Linked DNA regions of Ovis aries: region 1 is linked to region 2. Evidence: chromatin contacts called from public Hi-C data. All regions are on one chromosome and are shown on one strand. The core of a region is the stretch at or near the end of the contact, and the rest is flanking DNA. Distances in the headings are between cores, read along the strand shown. Region 1 overlaps SORBS1 (sorbin and SH3 domain containing 1). Region 2 overlaps PDLIM1 (PDZ and LIM domain 1).

What was found. A called contact is a pair of places that touch in the nucleus more often than the background predicts.
Region 1: a contact with region 2 is called in a Hi-C map of liver, with 3 times the contacts expected there. The contact joins two enhancer-like sites. A contact is called at or near these places in 4 of 16 Hi-C or Micro-C datasets (liver, mixed tissues, omental adipose tissue and 1 more).

Annotation. Positions count from the first base shown.
Region 1 is chr22:16,708,474-16,714,952 of ARS-UI_Ramb_v3.0, reverse strand. It overlaps SORBS1 (sorbin and SH3 domain containing 1), which reads left to right. Exons shown (of 33, transcript XM_060405070.1): 22 at 2,701-2,750. Among named protein-coding and RNA genes, the nearest start is that of PDLIM1, 80 kb to the right of the region's middle. Within about 2 kb of position 4,737, at least 10 of the 54 cell types and tissues checked have an H3K27ac peak or open chromatin away from gene starts, as enhancers often do.
Region 2 is chr22:16,598,828-16,604,623 of ARS-UI_Ramb_v3.0, reverse strand. The region is part of intron 4 of PDLIM1 (PDZ and LIM domain 1); the gene reads left to right. Among named protein-coding and RNA genes, the nearest start is that of PDLIM1, 30 kb to the left of the region's middle. Within about 2 kb of position 1,778, at least 17 of the 54 cell types and tissues checked have an H3K27ac peak or open chromatin away from gene starts, as enhancers often do.

The DNA of each region.
Region 1 (6,479 bases), core at 3,488-5,987, 110 kb before region 2:
CTGTGGCTAGGTGGGCCTGAAGAGGTTGCATGGATGGGCCATCTTGACACTGATTCAGTTATGTGTTACCCACGGCCCTTAGCTAAGGCACGTGAGACGTGCTGAGAGAGGTTCTAAGTCAGCACAAGAGTGGATGCAGTGCCTTCAAGAGCATGGCAGCTAGCCACACTCATAAATAAAAGAGCTCCAGTAGTACTTAGCAGTACCTGGTAAGGGCTGAATGAGCACTGTGGGCTCTAAAGGCTCAGGAGAGGGGAAATCTTCCAGAAAATCAAGGGAGACTTAGGAGCTGGGCCCGATCTTAAGGAATGGATGGAATTTAGGTACCTGGTGAAAGTAGGGGCCATCCATTGGAGGCATGGTAGAAGGCGCAAAATAAACATATTTAATATAGATTCAGGAATAAAGTAGATGAATTCAGCTATAATAGAACATTTTGGGTGATAATAGTGGGAGGCAGGTTTGGGAAAAGAGGGTTGACCCTGGGTTATAGAGGCTCAGAAAATATGGTTAAGAGGATGATTGATTTTGCCTTCCAGCCAATGATGTAATTCAGGAAGTGTTTTAGGAAGCTTAGTGTCCTCACTCTCAAGAGGCTGAATTGAAGGGAAAACCTCCAGTTGGAAGTTGAGAGGACAAGGAGACTGCTACAGTGATCTGGGCATGCAGGGGCGAGAGCCTCTACTCCACTGGCACCAGCGTGAAGCAAGGGGGAGGGTGGATATGAGAGAGAACTCACAGAGGAAATTGCAGTGAGAACTTTTTAAAAATAATTATTTAGCCAATGCCTTATTTTAATTTTTTTTTAAAACTTCCTTTATTTCTCTTTCTTTTTTTTTTTTTATTAATGGGGGCACACAGCATGTGGAATCTTAGTCCCCAGATCAGGGATTGAACCCTTGCCCCCTGCTTTGGAAGCACAGAGTCTGCGCAGTCTGAACCACTGGACCACCAGGGAAGTCCCACAGTGAGACATTTTAACTAATTGGTGTAAAGAACAAAGAACTGAGGGTAGGGATAGGAGACACAGGTGTAGGGCTTGGGGAAGGAAGCAGGAGGGATGGGGATGTCAGTATGTCACATAAGAAAGATGGGAAGAAGGTCAGTGCAGAAGGAAGATGAAGGAGGTAGTTTCAGGTGTTTCTGAGGTGTTGGCTGTGGATCATGTGGGGGCTATCCAGGCAACAGTTGGAAATGGGTGAGAGGCAGGGGCGCTGAAAGTCAGTCAGAGTCACCCGAAGAGAAATGCTGGTCGAAGGCCTGGGAGCGGAGCAAGGATTGCAGGGAGGGAGAGGGTGGGGGACCAGTAGCCCCCTGTGCGGATCTTGTCTGACACAGAACAGAGGAGGAGAGCAAAACAGAGCAAGAAGGAAAAGTGAAAGGTGGGGCGAATGTGAGAGCTAACTGAGGGGTCCCCCCAGAATAGACTCTGAGGGAGGGTCAGTGCATCTGATAACAAAGCAGGCTTCTAAACACTTTAGAGGTTGCTGGGAAAGTAGCTGATGGGAGCTAGAGTTATGCGGTAAAGAATCAGGGGAGCCCTCAGAGGTATAGCGCTGGCTGACAACCTGTGATGGGGGAAGGCAGGAAGCGGGTGTTTCCAGAGGACTCAGTGGGGTTGTGCCGAAGCTCTTCCACGATGGAAATCCAGCATGGGCGGGCGCTGAGGGAGGCTCCAGGAGAGGATGGGCGGGAGAGGCCAGTGTGGGCATCGGGGCTGGACGTGGAGGGGAGAGCAGTGGTTTCCCAGGAGCACTGGGGGTAAGGGCTGGAGGACAGCCGGCGTGAGCCCCCAGAAAAGGCTGCCTCCTGTCCCACCATCTCTGCCTCCTTTCCCAGGGTCTTCCTTCTCCTCCTCCTGCTGTTTTCTTTCTCTCCTTTCCCCAAGTGCCTCTTCTCTTCCAGAGAGCTTGTTCTCCTTGAAGTGGTCATTAGCAGACATCGGAGCATCTTTCAAAGTGAAGCTGTACATTGACTTATTCAACTACCATGTTATTTTTAAAAGCAAATATATCACACCCTTTGCCTTTCCTTCTCCAAGATGATAGACACCCTAAACTCTGTAATTATGCTGCTTTTTATCTGCATAGAGCTCTTGGTTTTCTCCCTTTTGCATAGTGGCCTGTCAATTGATAACACGCTCTCCTCCTTGATGACACAGGCATTAAGAGGTTTTGTGAAACTACATTGCTCCCCATTTCCAGGGGTAAATGAATGATCTAGAAGTACGGTCTTTTAAAATGCTTTTCTTTTTGTATGTTATGTACCTGATGAAGTGTTGGGTGACACTCTCTGGTTGTGGCATTTGGGTGCATGACGAAGCCTGGTGGGCTTGGCAAGGGGTCCGAGGGCTGGGGATAAGCTGGCGCAAGGTGCTGTCCATATCACTAATGCATGTTGCGAAGTGGTGGGCCATCCACCCAGTGGGCCTGCGACTGGAGATACACATGAGGAGTGGGCATCTCCTGACCCATGCAGAGAGCCTTGGGTGCAGCCCCTGGGAGGCAAAAGCCCAGAAATCCTCCTCCCAGAGAAAGAACACCACCGTCCACCTGCACTGAGCCCTTTCCAGCTCAGTTTGGCTCCCTGCCTCCCGGAGGGCTTCACCTAAACTAGGACAAGAAAGGGACTTCTCTGTTTTCCCCTTGGCTTGAAATAACTGAGTCAAAGTAATTTTTTTTTTTTTTTAAATGTTTACAGAGCTCAGCAGTCAGCCCGACTCCAGAAATTTCTTCAGAGCCTCCTGGATAGTAAGTTATCGTTTACGTGGCTTGATGTATGAAATGTCCAAAATGGGGAAGGCTTGTGTTTCGTTTGTTTCAGTCTAGTGGCTTCGAATGATGTACAGTTTGGTGATAAGTAGCAATTATAGTCTTAAAATTATTTTTTTTCTCTTCTTTTTCAAAATTAATGTTGTGATGATTCATCTTACCTCTGATAAGCCTTTCCCTGTGTTGGCTTCTTTACCTTTGGTTGTAAGCGTGTTTGTCTGAATTGAGAAGCTGATTCCTGGGGGCGGGGAGGGGGCGGAAGGGTGTGTGACTAAGGTGCATCTGGTACAAAGGTGAATGGGATGAGGGGGTGAAGTCTTCAGGCTGGACCTGTCACAAGGAAAGATGGGGCCAACTTGTCTCATTCGCAGAGATCCGGGTTTATTCCCCTATACCAGTTCTTGGAATTCTGCCTGGGGGGTGAATGCACACCCCATGCGCTTCCACATAGGGTAACTACAGCCTCTCCTCCCCTCCCCCAAGCCAGCCTACATCCTCTCCAAGGTTTCTTGTCTCCACACTTTGCTATGCAGCTGTCAACCCAGCTGGAAATGTTTCATTGTTGCCCCACCCCCTTACAAACGTGTTGGTACCTCTTATTGGCGCTTCCTTCTGTGCCTGTATACCTGACTGGTGCTCTTGTATTTTTGTGACTACAATAAACTTTGAACCCCAGGAGGGTAAGGACTCCATACCCGAAAAGTAGACTTGGGGACTGTTCTGGTAGAAGCAGCTTCTCGTCACCATGAGATTATAATCCGTATCTCACTCTGAAATATGACGGAGAGGAAAGGCCCACTATTATTCCCTGTTCCATTTGGGTTGGGTAACTCTGCACAGAGCAAAGTTTAGCTGTGCAGATAGAAGTCTGACTTGGTGTGAATGCTGAGTTTATGGATTTGGGGGTCAAATATTACAGTCACTTGGGCATATCCAGTCTATCATATCTGGCCAGGGAAGACATTTTGCAAGAGTAGTTTCATTTGAAAGCCAATCATCTGGGATTAGGGTGTGTTGGTGAGAGTGTTTCAGGTGGCTGGCTGAGTGAATTTCTAATGGATCTAAGGCTTTATGCCGGGTATTCTGATAGAAGCATAACATATAGCCCCCTAATAGTTTCAGGGGCAAAACATGCCTAAATAAATAAATAAATAAAAAGGCAACTGTGGCAACTGAATAAAATAGACTGTAGAGGTTAAACGTATTCAGAAGGCAGCTCCCACAGGCTGTCAGTGTTAAGAACACAGATCTTGAATGAAGAGGTCTTGAATGAAAGAATTTGAATGGTTGTTTGCACACTTAACTGTGTGCCAAGTCTTGTGCTTAGCATTGTATTATACTTTACCTCATTTAGTCCTCAGCATTCTAGGATCAGTTGTTATTTTTATTCTGCATTTTATCGGTGAGGAGACAGGCACGTGAAGGTACTGTGTGCCTGGCTTCCAGAGCTGTGCGTGGCAGAGCCACCGCCAGAGTAGGAGCAATGACATGCTAGGCCAGGGAACTGCTGAGGTCTACTGGTGCCATCTATAAACTCTCATCTGCACCAATATTGATTCAAAATTGGGTGTTAAATTAACCAAAGAAAGGCATGCTAGAGTTTCCTGTTTTGAGTGACTAAAAAAAGAAAGAAAAAACAAGGAACCATTTGTGTAATAGTATGTGAGCAGGATTGAGGCATAAGGAATGTTTTTTTGGCTGTGCCCTATGGCATGCGGGATCTTAGTTCCCCAACCAGGGATCAAACCCACATCCCCTGCAGTGGAAGCACAGAGTCTTAACCACTGGACCACCAGGGAAGTTTCCATGCAGACTTTTAAAATATATATAGTTTTTTAAATTTATTTATTGGCTGTGCTGGGTCTGTTACTACACAGACTTTTCTCCAGTTGCGGCCAGCAGGGGCTGCTCTCCAGCTGTGGCTTGCAGGCTTCTCAGTGCGGTACACTCTCTTGTTGCAGAGGCCAGCAGGGGCTGCTCTCCAGCTGTGGCTTGCAGGCTTCTCACTGCGGTACACTCTCTTGTTGCAGAGGCCAGGCTCTCAGCACATGGTCTAGCAGCTGTAGTTCCTAGGCTATAGAGCATAGGCTCGATAGTTGTGGCACACCTCAGCATGTGGGATCCTCTTGGACCAGGGATTGAACCTGTGTCTCTTGCATTGGTGGGTGGATTCTTTACCGCTGAGCTACCAGGGAATCCCCTCCATGCAGGCTTTTTAAAAGAGCAAGTTGCTGTCAGACACCCTGAGTACTTGGGTACATAAAGCTGTTTGATGTGTTACTTTATCAAGTACTCTGTTCTTGTGCTTCCCTGGTGGCTCAGCTGGTAAAGAATCTGCCTGCAATACAGGAGACCTGGGTTCCATCCCTGGGTTGGGAAGATCCCCTGGAGAGGGCAAAGGCTACCCACCCCAGTATTCTGGCCTAGTGAATTCCATGGCTTACATGGGGTTACAAAGAGTTGGACACGACTGAGCCACTTTCACTTTCTGTCTGTATCATGGAAATGGGTCTCTGAAGACCTCTGTTTTTCAGTCATAGCCCAGTTCTCATCTTGACAGAAATAGATGAGCTTTTCCCTCCTGCTGTTCTTCCTTGTGGGGACTTTTCAGTAATTCGGGCTTGATTCTCTCCCAGTTTGTTCAAATGAGTAAGGTTTTTCGGTGTTTGCAGTTGGGGGTGAATCAGCCTGAGTGCAGGGCCTGACATGTAGGAAAATGTACAGTAAGCGTTTGCTGAATAAATGAATGCACCTATAAATCTCAGTTAATTAGAATCCAGCTTGCTTAGCACTGAGGCAGGCAGCTTGTGAATGCGAATCACACGTGAAAGAAATGTCAAGACTTGACTTAACCTAAGCACCAGAGAAAGACAAGTCACCGAATGGCCCAGAATCAAAAATTCTGTGGTCAGTCTGTAAGAAGTGATGGTGTTGTCTTAAATCCACTTTCACATCTTGAGCAGACTGCAGTTTAGAATTTTATCAGCATGATTCCTTATCACAATGTGAGAAGACCCTGGGAAGAGAGAGAAGGAAATTCACCCATAGTCCCGATGTCCTAATACAGCTGTCAGTCTTTCATCTCAAAAAGTATCTTTGTGACCATAGTGTATATCCCATTTTGAATTTTATTTCCCTGGAGTTGTCAGATCTGTAAGTCAACAGTGTAGACTACTCATTATTTTGGAGAAGGCAATGGCACCCCTCTCCAGCACTCTTGCCTAGAAAATCCCATAGATGGAGGAGCTTGGTGGGCTGCAGTCCATGGGGTCGCTAAGAGTCAGACACAACTGAGCAACTTCACTTTCACTTTTCACTTTCATGCATTGGAGAAGGAAATGGCAACCCACTCCAGTATTCTTGCCTGGAGAATCCCAGGGACAGGGGAGCCTGGTGGGCTGCCGTCTATGGGGTCGCACAGAGTCGGATACGACTGAAGCGACTTAGCAGCAGCAGCACTCATTATTTTCATCATGACTTAGCATTTTGGCACAAATATGTTTTTTTTGTCTAGCCGAAGAGCTTTATTTTATTTGGCCAGTAGGTGGCACTCAAGAACAAGCTGCTGTTTCCTCAATAGTGATGGTCTACTAGAGAAATCACTTTTCCCCCTTAATCTGATTTTAGATCAAAACACAAATCATTAGGGTAGATTTACATGAGTGATTAGAAACTCCCCTGGGCGTTAAGAATGTCATAAATCTGTGT
Region 2 (5,796 bases), core at 529-3,028:
TTTTAAAGATTTTTTTTTTTTTAAATGTGGACCACTTTTTAAAGTCTTTAGTGAATTTTGTTATAAAAATTATGTTTTGGTTTTTTGGCCAAGGCATGTGGGATTTTAGTTCACTGACCAGAAATGGAACCTGCAACCCCTGAATTGGAAAGCGAAGTCTTAACCACTGGACTGCCAGGGACGTCCTGCAAAATTATTTTTATGAAGAGAATATCTTCTCTTTCTGGATGCATCTTATAATTCAAGTCATCTCTCTTTTTGTCTCAAATTTGTCACACAAACAGGCAGTTTCAGTGTGGAACCAAAGTTGACTTACTGTGTGAGAAAAATGATGCCATTAAGGTTTTAGCAGCAGTGGGATTTTTTTTTTTCTTATGGCTTCTTTGTTTTAGTTGAGATTTATATACATATTATTAAGTTGTGCTACAGGTGATGGTGCAAAAAAAAATAAAAGTGAGAGTCATTTATGTCCACTCTGGGCACTTTGCTAGTTTGGTGGAGTGAACTCTCTTCCCAGGGTTACTGTCCCGTAACCCTGTGTGCTTTTTCTTTCTTCTCCTTGACCTTCCGGCCTTCATCCCAGCTGTTCTTTTGACTGGAACAGGCTTGTGTATTCTCTTAAGGTCTGCAGGCTTAGCCTCTGAAATCCTCCTCTTGAGACAAACTCAAAGGGAGTCTTTTCCTGATGTTTGAAAAATCATTGGTCTTAAACACCGGGCTATGTCAGCTACTCCATGAGGCAGAGAGTGCCTGGCTTGGGCTATTGCTGGGGAGACAGGTCCTGTGGTCAGGGCCTAAGACACTGGAAGAAAATAGTAAACACTGAGGGAACTGGTGGTATACATTCAGCATCAAGTCTGGCAGGGAGCAACAAGAAGCAGGAAATAGGAAGAGTGTAGTGGATGGTTACTCTGAAGGAGGTAAATTGATTAAATTCTTGTATTTTGTTTTAAAATTGTAAAGACTGAGTTTAGAAGACTGCTTTTAGTGACCCACCCTCACAAGCTTTTTCTCCTGGTAATTCTAGTCATATACCTAATACTTTTTGAAAACTTATCACTTTAAAATTCTCCCTTTCAATGCTGTTACTATACATACAGAATGAGAATGCTTTTTTTTTTAGGACTCCATTACTCATGCATATTTTTGTCCTAGAATTTTTTAAAAAGATATTGTGATGTCATTTGTCCATATCTGATAGTCTAATGTCTAAGGCTTGGGTCTTAGGATATTATTTTTGAATTAGGCAAACCATAGCTTCAAATAAGACGATGGATGTTGAAAGTGCTTTATAAATAAATTGTCAAGTGGTAGAAAGATATTGTCATTATTTAAGAAGAAACACTAAGTTGTTTTCTCTTTTTTAATCACAGAGATATTTTCCAAGACAGTTTGCTGGAAGAATATGTGATGACCTTGTAATTTGGGGTCTGTCATTTTTAGCGGTCCCTTGGTGGCTTCCAGACATAACAACATACGCCAAAGAAGGGGAAAAATTCTCCCTAAGAACATTCCACGGTCTGATCTTGATTTTAAAATAGTTCTAAGTGTAACAGAGAAAAACATTTGTCAAAATAACATAATTCATTTAGTACAGGGCCAGCTCAGAAATCAAGAGCCAAAGAAGGAGTCTGGCGTATAACTCAAATGATAGGGCTGAAAATGTGGGCCCATGGTGGACCATGGGCCTTGGTGGTTGTCACTCCTCAGGGTGGCCCATCACCTGCCTGGGGAGATGGAAGAGAGAGACAAGTACAGGGGCCACCTACTGTGGGCGGACAGAGGTGGTGGCCCCCCCTCCCGCACCCACGGCCAGCACAGGTGACCCGCTGGTGCGCCTCTCCCCATTACACGCTGGCCTTCCCTGAGGGCAGCAGAGCAGCTGGCACTCTTGGAGGGCTCTGTCCTCAACTGTGAGAACCTGGCTGTGTAGTCAGAGCAAAAACCCGGAATTTCACTGACGTGAGTGACCTTGTGACTTGAGGCACATTTTAAATGGAATGTAAACTGATTATACAATGGGTGGGTTATAAATTGCATCACCATCTGGTATTTCCTCTTTGGCTCCCCCTGGGCACACTGTCCCTCTTCTCCAGCGGGTGGTGGCTTCTGGAAAAGCAGCTGAGGCTCAGAGGCCGCAGGTGATCAGGACCCAGGACCTCGGTTTGCTCATTTCCCTGGCACAGCCTTGGGGGCTTCCCTGTGACCCCACAGCAGCAGAGACAGGGTGCAGCGAGGGGGAGAGAGGGACTTGGTCTACTTCCCTAACTCCTGCCGAGCTCTGACCCTGTGCCAGGCACTGATTGAGGGCAGGACCTACAATGATGGAAAAGACAGGCTGTAGCCTGGCCCTCGTGGGGCTTGCTTTGCAGGGAAAGATAGACAATAAAGAAATAAGTATAATTCATGGTAAAAGAGTTAGAAACGTGGAGAAAGATGGAGCCCAGAAAGGGGAGAAGTGATGTGGATGGGGTGCAGTGTTTTAAGCTGAGGGTCGGGGGCCCCTCTGAGGAGGGACATCTGAGCAGAGACCTGAGTGAAGCATGGAGGCTGTGGGGCCATGTGGGGAGCGAACATTCCAGGCAGAGGGAGCAGAATGTGCCAAGGCCCTGAGGCTGGTGCGTCCTAGAAACCCCATGAAGGCTTGTCTGCCTGGAGTGAGCAGGGGATAGCAAGCGATGTGCTTGGAGAGGGGAGCAGAGCCACATCTTTTATGGCCCTTGTACTTTTTGTAGCAAATATTTACTCCAAAGAAGATGAATTTGGGTAAGCTTGTGTTTTGTTATTAAAACTGTAAATATTTGGTTCTGAGTCAGATGAGAACACTTTGAGCCACATCATGACACAGTCTGATTCTTATGTTTGAAATCTCTCTCTGGCCTCCGGTCAGAGGAAAGACAGTTCCAGGGGCTAAGAGTGGCAGCCAGGGGACAAGTTAGAAAGCTGGTCAGCTGGGCTGTTAATGGATGGCGTGGCTAGAGCAGGCAGTGGACGGGGTGGGACTCAGGACAGACTTCAAAGGTAAAGCTCACTGGAGCCTGCCTCCCTTTCACTCTCCGCCCTCCCTCAGACCAGGCAGCAGCAGTGCCTCCCCTGGAAAATGGGCTCTGGAGGAAAGAGGCCCCAACTTTGCCTGTCTCATCCTGTCGTGGGGAGCCCAGAGGGACAAGGGGAGGTGTGGGCAGCAAGGCCTGGTTTGCCCCGTCCCTAGGCTTGAGCTGAGGCCACTGTCACCCCCACCCCCCACCCCCATCTCCCTTACACGGAGCAGCACTGTATTGTTTTCAGAGCACTTACCCAGAGATTGCCATAGTGAAGTTAAGTCAGACAAAGGCGAATATCATGTGATATCACTTATATGTGAATCCAGAAAAAAAGAATGGTACAAATGAACTTATTTACAAAATAGAAACTGAATCATAGGTATAGAAAACAAACTTATAGTTACCAGAGGGAAAAGGCAGGGATTTGAGGGTGGGAGAAAGGATAAATTGGGAGATCAGGATTGACTTATACACACTACTATATATAAAATAGATAACTGGTAAGGACTTACTGTTTAGCACAGGGAACTTTACTCAATACTCTGTAATGGCCTAAGGGGAAAACAATCTAAAAAAAAACTGGATATATGTATATGTATAATTGATTCACTCGATACCTGAAACCGGAGAAGGCAATGGCACCCCACTCCAGTACTCTTGCCTGGAAAATCCCATGGATGGAGTAGCCTGGTGGGCTGCAGTCCATGGGGTTACTAAGAGTCGGACATGACTGAGCAACTTCACTTTCACTTTTCACTTTCTTGGAGAAGGAAATGGCAACCCACTCCAGTGTTCTTGCCTGGAGAATCCCAGGGACGGGGGAGCCTGGTGGGCTGCCGTCTATGGGGTTGCACAGAGTCGGACACGACTGAAGCGACTTAGCAGTAGCAGTAGTATACCTGAAACTAACACAACATTCTTTTTTTTTTTTTTCTTTTTTTTTTTAGTTTTTTTATTTTTTAAATTTTAAAATCTTTAATTCTTACATGCATTCCCAAACATGAAACCCCCTCCCACCTCCCTCCCCATAACATCTCTCTGGGTCATCCCCATGCACCAGCCCCAAGCATGCTGTATCCTGCGTCGGACATAGACTGGCGATTCAATTCTTACATGATAGTATACATGTTAGAATGCCATTCTCCCAAATCATCCCACCCTCTCCCTCTCCTTCTGAGTCCAAAAGTCTGTTATACACACCTGTGTCTTTTTTCCTGTCTTGCATACAGGGTTGTCATTGCCATCTTTCTAAATTCCATATATATGTGTTAGTATACTGTATTGGTGTTTTTCTTTCTGGCTTACTTCACTCTGTATAATCGGCTCCAGTTTCATCCATCTCATCAGAACTGATTCAAATGAATTCTTTTTAACGGCTGAGTAATACTCCATTGTGTATATGTACCACAGCTTTCTTATCCATTCATCTGCTGATGGACATCTAGGTTGTTTCCATGTCCTGGCTATTATAAACAGTGCTGCGCTGAACATTGGGGTACATGTGTCTCTTTCAATTCTGGTTTCCTCAGTGTGTATGCCCAGCAGTGGGATTGCTGGGTCATAAGGTAGTTCTATTTGCAATTTTTTAAGGAATCTCCACACTGTTCTCCATAGTGGCTGTACTAGTTTGCATTCCCACCAACAGTGTAGGAGGGTTCCCTTTCTCCACATCCTCTCCAGCATTTATTGCTTGCAGATTTTTGGATCGCAGCCATTCTGACTGGTGTGAAGTGGTACCTCATTGTGGTTTTGATTTGCATTTCTCTGATAATGAGTGATGTTGAGCATCTTTTCATATGGTTGTTAGCCATCTGTATGTCTTCTCTGGAGAAATGTCTATTTAGTTCTTTGGCCCATTTTTTGATTGGATCGTTTATTTTTCTGGAATTGAGCTGCATAAGTTGCTTGTATATTTTTGAGATTAGTTGTTTGTCAGTTGCTTCATTTGCTATTATTTTCTCCCATTCAGAAGGCTGTCTTTTCACCTTGCTTATATTTTCCTTTGTTGTGCAGAAGCTTTTAATTTTAATTAGATCCCATTTGTTTAGTTTTGCTTTTATTTCCCGAATTCTGGGAGGTGGATCATAGAGGATCCTGCTGTGATTTATGTCTGAGAGTGTTTTGCCTATGTTCTCCTCTAGGAGTTTTATAGTTTCTGGTCTTACATTTAGATCTTTAATCCATTTTGAGTTTATTTTCATGTGCGGTGTTAGAAAGTGATCTAGTTTCATTCTTTTACAAGTGGTTGACCAGTTTTCCCAGCACCACTTATTAAAGAGATTGTCTTTACTCCATTGTATATTCTTGCTTCCTTTGTCAAAGATCAGGTGTCCATATGTGTGTGGATTTATCTCTGGGCTTTGTATTTTGTTCCATTGATCTATATGTCTGTCTTTGTGCCAGTACCATACTGTTTTGATGACTGTGGCTTTGTAGTAGAGCCTGAAGTCAGGCAAGTTGATTCCTCCAGTTCCATTCTTCTTTCTCAAGATTGCTTTGGCAATTCGAGGTTTTTGGTATTTCCATACAAATCTTGAAATTATTTGTTCTAGTTCTGTGAAAAATATGGCTGGTAGCTTGATAGGGATTGCATTGAATTTGTAAATTGCTTTGGGTAGTATACTCATTTTCACTATATTGATTCTTCTGATCCATGAACATGGTATATTTCTCCATCTATTAGTGTCCTCTTTGATTTCTTTCATCAGTAACACAACATTCTTAATCAGCTGTACTCCAATAAAAAAAAGAA